Regions from separate parts of the Mus musculus genome. Here region 2 is linked to region 1. Evidence: chromatin contacts called from public HiChIP or PLAC-seq data. All regions are on one chromosome and are shown on one strand. Each heading gives the region's core, a stretch centred on a gene start, on an enhancer-like site or on the middle of the called end of the contact. The rest is flanking DNA. Distances are from core to core; before and after follow the strand shown. Region 1 holds the start of Trp53 (transformation related protein 53). Region 2 holds the start of Camta2 (calmodulin binding transcription activator 2).

The links. HiChIP or PLAC-seq counts read pairs in DNA pulled down with a chosen protein or histone mark.
Region 2: a contact with region 1 is called in an HNF4G HiChIP or PLAC-seq map of pancreatic cancer cells. The contact joins the promoter of Camta2 here to the promoter of Trp53 in region 1. A contact is called at or near these places in 1 of 39 promoter capture datasets (pre-B cells) and 1 of 115 datasets of contacts at active chromatin or transcription factors (pancreatic cancer cells).

What each region holds. Positions count from the first base shown.
Region 1 is chr11:69,578,864-69,582,021 of GRCm38.p6, reverse strand. Trp53 (transformation related protein 53) reads right to left here and starts at 1,663. Exons shown (of 11, transcript NM_011640.3): 1 at 1,507-1,663. Wrap53 (WD repeat containing, antisense to Trp53) reads left to right here and starts at 2,773. Exons shown (of 10, transcript NM_144824.3): 1 at 2,773-3,158. The coding sequence starts at 2,970.
Region 2 is chr11:70,686,680-70,689,837 of GRCm38.p6, reverse strand. Camta2 (calmodulin binding transcription activator 2) reads left to right here and starts at 1,733. Exons shown (of 23, transcript NM_001190376.1): 1 at 1,733-1,952. It overlaps Inca1 (inhibitor of CDK, cyclin A1 interacting protein 1), which reads left to right. Exons shown (of 7, transcript NM_001252484.1): 5 at 1-92; 6 at 694-853; 7 at 1,089-1,477. The coding sequence ends at 1,232.

The DNA of each region.
Region 1 (3,158 bases), core at 414-2,913:
CAAAGAGATTGCAAGAGCAGGGAGGCTATTTGCATAAGAAGGCATCCCTGGACCGCTGTGGCTGTCCAGTCTAACCTTCACAGCTAGGGTTCCCTTCGCGCGTCAAAGTTTAAGTGAAGTCATTTGTATACTTTCTCAATGAACTGGAGGATCTAGTCTTCCTTACGGCTTTACAGCTGAAGCCACGAAAACAAAGTCCCCCCGCCTCCCGGTCTACCTATCATTTATTCTTTAGACCGAAACTAAATCTTCAGATGGACAAAAAAATTTACTTCCCGATCCAAGTGCAGTGTGGAAATAGTATTTTTACAAAAGAAAAAAAGGCACGCACGATGTCTGGTGCGCGATAAGAAACTGTAATGAAATGACCTGTTCTAAAAATTGAAGTGGCGGGGACAGGCATAGCCCACGCCCAGGCAGAGTCCCGCCACCTCCCGCTGGGAAGAACCGGATGGTGCGGGCTGACTGCACTTAGGACCGCCGGGCGCCCGGGGCCCAAGCCCGCCCCTTCCGCTTTCAGGACGCGCGGAATGCGTTAAGCAAGGGAATGGCTCACCCTAAAACCGGATACTCGGTAATTTGCTTTTCCGGCAGGAAGAAACGACCTATCGGCGCACTCTTTTAAATAAACACCTCCTCCTTTGCAAAAGCAATAACCAAGTAATCCAGAAAAATAAGATGTCGAGGACAGCAGTTTTCCTCCTCAAACCACAGAACCAGCCTAGAATCCATTTCTCCCCTTTCGCTACTCCCCCGTCGCCGGGCGAGCAGTGATCTGCTCCGAAAACAAGAAACCGGAAATGCTCCTGCAAGCGGCAGAAACGTAAAGGAGCCAAACAATAACAGGGCCGGCGGGCCTTTCAGACCAAGAGGCTGAGTCGGGCCCCGAGGGCAAATACTTCTGGCTAGCACCGCTAGTGCTTCAGGCTTTTCTTGGATTTTCTTCATCTAGCAGGGTCGAGAAGCGGCTGGAAAAAAAAAGAAATCACTCCAGGGACAAAGGTCCGGAAGTTGCGGGACCTTAGCAGCTAAGGCTCCCCGGATCACCCCGATCTCATCCAGGAACGGAACCCAGGGTTTCATTAGGATGCTATGGGGGGTCTTAAGTCTTAAGCTATGAATCTCGAAAAATCTTAAATCCTGGTGCTTTGTGCATGTTATTTCCGGAGCTTCCATCACCTAGCAGCGGGCAGATAAGTGTGTACAACGCGTAGCGGAGAGAAAACCCCTTAGGCCATCTCAGTGGTCCCTATATGCTCTACTTTGCAGGTGCATGACAGTGAGGCTCGTCGGTCCTAACATCATCATCATCAGCTACCCTCACTACAGCATCTGACATATACACTCCCGTTCATCCCGCCCGCCAAGCTTCCATTCCGCCCATCTCCATCGCGCTGAGTCCCCCCACTGCCCCACCCCCAAACCCCACGGTTTTCTCTAGTTTTATGGATGCAAACGGAGAGAGCCAGTGACCGAGAGGTCTCGTCACGCTCATCAATTACTTACCCAGTCTTCGGAGAAGCGTGACACCCTGCTGGGAAGGAGGAGGATGAGGGCCTGAATGCTAGGTGCCCCCTAACTGTAGTCGCTACCTACAGCCAGGATGGTCCCAATGAACTGAAGCTACAGAACTTTAGCCAGGGTGAGCACGTGGGAGGGGAAAGTCCCAATCCCAGCAACCCCCGCGAGACTCCTGGCACAAAGCTGGATAGTCGCCATAACAAGTAAGGGCAAGTCCTTCCGTGGGTTGAGGGCAAGAAATGGAGGCGGGGACTTGCAGAGTCAGGATTCTCCCTGAGATGTTGCCCTCAGCAGGAACGCTTTGTGAAAAGTCGTCTAAGATATAGAGCTGTGAGGGCAAAATGGGTGGAAACCGATTCGGAGGACTCCTGCCTCTGTGTCAAGTATAAAGAGTGGAAAGAATTAAGTTTTTATCGTAAGTGGACCGCCACTGTTCTGAGCTCTGTGCTCTTTCCTATCCAGCTAGATAGTCATAGCCATCTTTTTGGATTTTTAAGACAGAGTCTTTGTAGCCAAGGCTGGCCTGGAATTCGCGGCCGTCTTCCTGCTTTAGGCCTTCCAAGTACAGGGATGAACCAACACGGGCCCCTAAGTTCTTTTTCCCCTCATTAGCTAAAATGTCACTTTAGAAAGGCTTTTCATAGTATCTCAATCTAACGTGTTCTCCGAGATACTTGGTATCGCACCACCGTGTTTAATTTCCTGTACAGTCCTTATCACTCTCTGTAAAGACTGTTTTCACAGCCTTTAATTGCACAGCAACGAAAACTTTATGGAGATTAAGAACTAGAAAACATTGCTATTTTTTTCCCAATGCCTTGTATAGTCCTGGGTTAGGCAGTAAGAACTTGATAATAAATGTCGAATGAATGAAGGGAGGGCGGGGGAGAAAGGGAAAGAGAGGAACAAGAAGGGGGGAGAGATGGGGAGAAAGGAAACCTGAGGTTACGGGATTCAAAACAAGATAGTCAAGAGGGGCAAAAACTGTAGAAATTATGCGCCCTCTGCAGGCCAGGGAGGATAGGCGCTTTAAGAATTACCCCCAGGGGACGGTAGGGGGCGCTCGTGTAGTTTTCGCCAAGGCCCAGAGTTCAGACTACAACTCCCAGAAACCTCTAGGAATTCTCCAGCGCTTGAGGTGTAGGCAAAGTCGTTCCTTCCCGCCTTCCCGCTCGGAATCGGAGGAGGATGCGGAGAGCCTATCGGAAGGTGGCCCGACTCCCGCGAGAGCAAGAAGCCCTGGCGGCGCCTAGCGACCCTAGGCGCTTGGCTTTGGACACTCGTTCCCTGGTGATTGCTTTAGGTTCGGCTTACATTTTCCGGAAGAGGAAAGCGGACTCCGGTCTCTGAGCATCCCTGGGAACGGTAATGCACTCTAGCCTCGGCAGCTGGTAGCCGGCTCAGCGAGACTTGCCCGACCTCTGCCTTCCGGGGGCTTACTCTACAGAATGAAGACGTCGGAGGAGCGACTCTTAGCTCCGGATAGCCTCCCTCCTGACCTGGCCCCAGCTCCGGTACCCCAAGGTTCCCCAGCGGAGAAAAATACAGACTTTGAACCGGTGCCTCCGCCATGCGGTGGTGATGACCAACCCCAGCTAGCCACAGATCCCGTGGCTAGCTTGGTTGTGTCCCAGGAG
Region 2 (3,158 bases), core at 484-2,983, 1.1 Mb before region 1:
ATGCAGAAGGGACCTGGAAGCATTCCAGCCCGAGTTAGAGCAGTTACTTATCATCTGGAGGACCTGAGAAGGCGCCAGGGAATCATCAATGAGTAAGGAGGCGTGGCATGGGCCTCTGCAAGCCAAGCAGGGATTAGAGAGAGGCAGCATAGTTAAGAGCTTTAAGAGAATTCATTGGCACTTACAAAGGAACCATGTCCTTGGTGTAACTGAAATATAATTTCTTTATTTTTTTGCATTTAATTATGTATATACTTATATAGTGCATGCCACAACATGTGTGTGGAGGTCAGAGGACAATTTATGGGAACTGGCTCTCTCCTTCCATCATTTGGGTCCTGACTTAGGTCATCAGGCTTGGTGGCCAATACCTTTACCTGCTAAGTCACCTTGCTGACTCTCAAACATGATTTCTATAGTATGGAAAGAAGCAATTGAGGGATGGAAGTCATATAAGCTGGAAGGCGTGACATGGCCCATGATTACAAGAAAGCACATCGTTAATTGGGGGTCACTGTTTGGCCCCTGGATCAAAAATTCTTGTCTGTGAAGAACAAAAAGTTGGGGTGAATTGAAGGTCAGTGGTAGCACCTGTGATTCTCAGCAAGAAGTGCTTCAGGCCAGGGGTGAGGGATGAAGAGACTGGAAGACTGACCTCCAGGCACTAGTCTCCTCCATCTAATGTCTCCACAGACTGAAGAGGGCCCAGTGGGGCAGCTCTGATGCTACACCTGAACTTCCAGCACTTGAAGAGGGCTTTGAACTCCTAAGCACTACAAAATACTTTGACGTGGAAGAAGAGAGGGCAACCTATCCACAGAAAGAGACTTATTCTGTCACTCCCAGAGATCAGGTAAAACTGGAGAGGAACACAGTAAGGTTAGGGAGGAAGTCAATTCATAATCAAATGGGGATGTGGCAGAAGCCAAGAGCCAGGTAGGATAGCTGGTTTAAGGACGAAAAGTGGTCAAGAAACTGAGCTTTTGAGGGTATGTGCCTGAATTTGGCAATTAAGAAATCTGGAGAGAGTCCTGTTTTTCCATTCTTGCTTTTCTTATCCCCTTGCTCTCAATTGCTCTCACCTACAGCTGCTTTGGACTCCCTGGACTCCTGTAGGCCAGCAGGGGACTTATGCCTCTGGGCAGCTAAGCTCTTTGACCTACAGCACTGCTACAGCCAGAAAGAACCCCGTTTACGATCCCCAGGCGATGGAGTTGGAGTCTGAGGAGTAGTGGGAAATCATCCAGGCCCAAGCTACGGGACCCAAGATCAATTCAAACATCAGGACTCCCTAGTGCTGGCTTCAGAGCGGATGTTTTCTATCTCTGTTGTCTCCATCCCATAGCGTAGGCATTCACAGCCCACTTGAGTTCCTATCTAACTGCCCAGTACACTCGCAGCCGGGTTTTTCTCTAGGCCAGAACCTGGTCTTGTGTTCTCTCTGTTCTGTTATTAAAGAGCACCAAATAGTCTTGTTTCTGTGCGAGGTAGTGATGGAAGGGGAATGAAAAGGCGGACTCCGTTGATTTTTTTGAGGATTCAGGACAATGAAGTTAGGCTAGGTCCCTAAATTTGCCGAGTCTCGCCCGAGGCCAGAAGAATTCTGCATTCTCAAGCACTCTCCTTTGCCTCCAGGGCTCTGGCCCTGGACCTCTGCCCACGCCCCATCCTCCTGCGCCCACAAGTCACGTCAATCGGCCGAGCTTCCGCCTCCGGATCCCGGTTCTCCTCAGCGCTATTGCCTCTTTAGGGACGGTCCAGCAGCGCGTCTCGTAGACTGGCCCAGAGTCCCAAGTGTGCTGACCCCAGGTTCCCTTCCCGACCCCCGTTCCCTTAATTGGGAGGCCCCGCCCCGTGCGCACTGACGTCGAACGCCGCTGTCAGCCGGCGCTAGGGGGGGTCGGTTTGGGGTAGAATGGCCGCTGCCGCCGTCACCCGCGGGACCCCGGGAGGTAAGAGCCAGGGCCTCTAGCCCGCCTCTCCGCCCCCGCGCCAGGGGGCGCAGCTCCACGCGGCCCGGGTGTGGAGCGCGGCGCTGGGGACCACCGTCCCTCCACCCCGTTTGCCCCCACCTCACCGCTTCCGTCCTCTTTCCCCGCGCCAGGGGGCGCCGCTAGGCGCAGGGCCCCTTCACGGATCAGAGAGTGCGGGGAGAGTCCCCAGACCCCCTCCCCGGTCTCCCGCACTGCCCCTTGCTGCCAGGTGTTCATGAACTCTGCTCAGCTGCTTCTCCAGAACATCCGGGTTTGCGGGCGGGACCCCCTCCCACCTCCGGGGTTCTCCCAGGACCCCTGCCCCCTTTGGGGAGAGCATCCCACCCCCGGCGACAGTCTTAGACCACCGCTCTCAGGCCCGCAGTCTCATCCGGCTCCAGCTCTGCACCCTGGCAAACTGCCTAGCCAGAGCTGCGCACCTGCACCCTGGGGTGGACTTTTTATCCCAACCCTAGCCTCTCTGCACACCTCCGATCCGATCCTGAATGGGCTTCCACCCCCTCTCCATCCCCGGACACCTGGCAGAACCCGCGCAGAGAGCCTCCTCCAGCTCCCATCTGTTCCTCAAGAGGGCGGAGGCTCAGGCTGGAGCCAGAGCAGTAGAGGGGATATGGTAGGCTGGGAGCCAGAGAAGAAGCAGAGGTTGGGGAAATAGGAGTGTTAGGGTGAAGTAGAATTCTAGCTGCAAAGAGGAAGCCGGCATGTCCCACCCGGAAGCTTACTCCAACATGTCTATTCCAAATTCTCCCAGCCCCTGACCAACCTGAGAGAGAGCACATGAGGTCAGTTATCAGCTCTACCCTTCCTCTTAGAAAAAGTCAGAGAGAGAAGGAAATTGGGGTGTGTCTTCAAAGGCCCAGCTTGTTACCGGACTTGGACTTAGATCTGCTTTCCTTCAGCATCCAGGTTTTCTTGCCAAGCCATCCTCCTCCTAGGACCAGAGCCCCAGCTCTCACAACTTGCCTACCCTTCCCTCTAGCCTTGCTCTCCCTTCCTAAACGTACCCTGAGTTCTTTTTTCTGTTTGATTTTTCCGTGGAGAAATAGATCTACTAACTGACCTCACCTACTCTCTCTCAGGTCGGTCAGGGCCTGTGAGAATCTAGGTTAGACATGCAGGATCCAGCTTCCTGCCCTAGGGAATGCTCCAGCACTGTGAGCATCC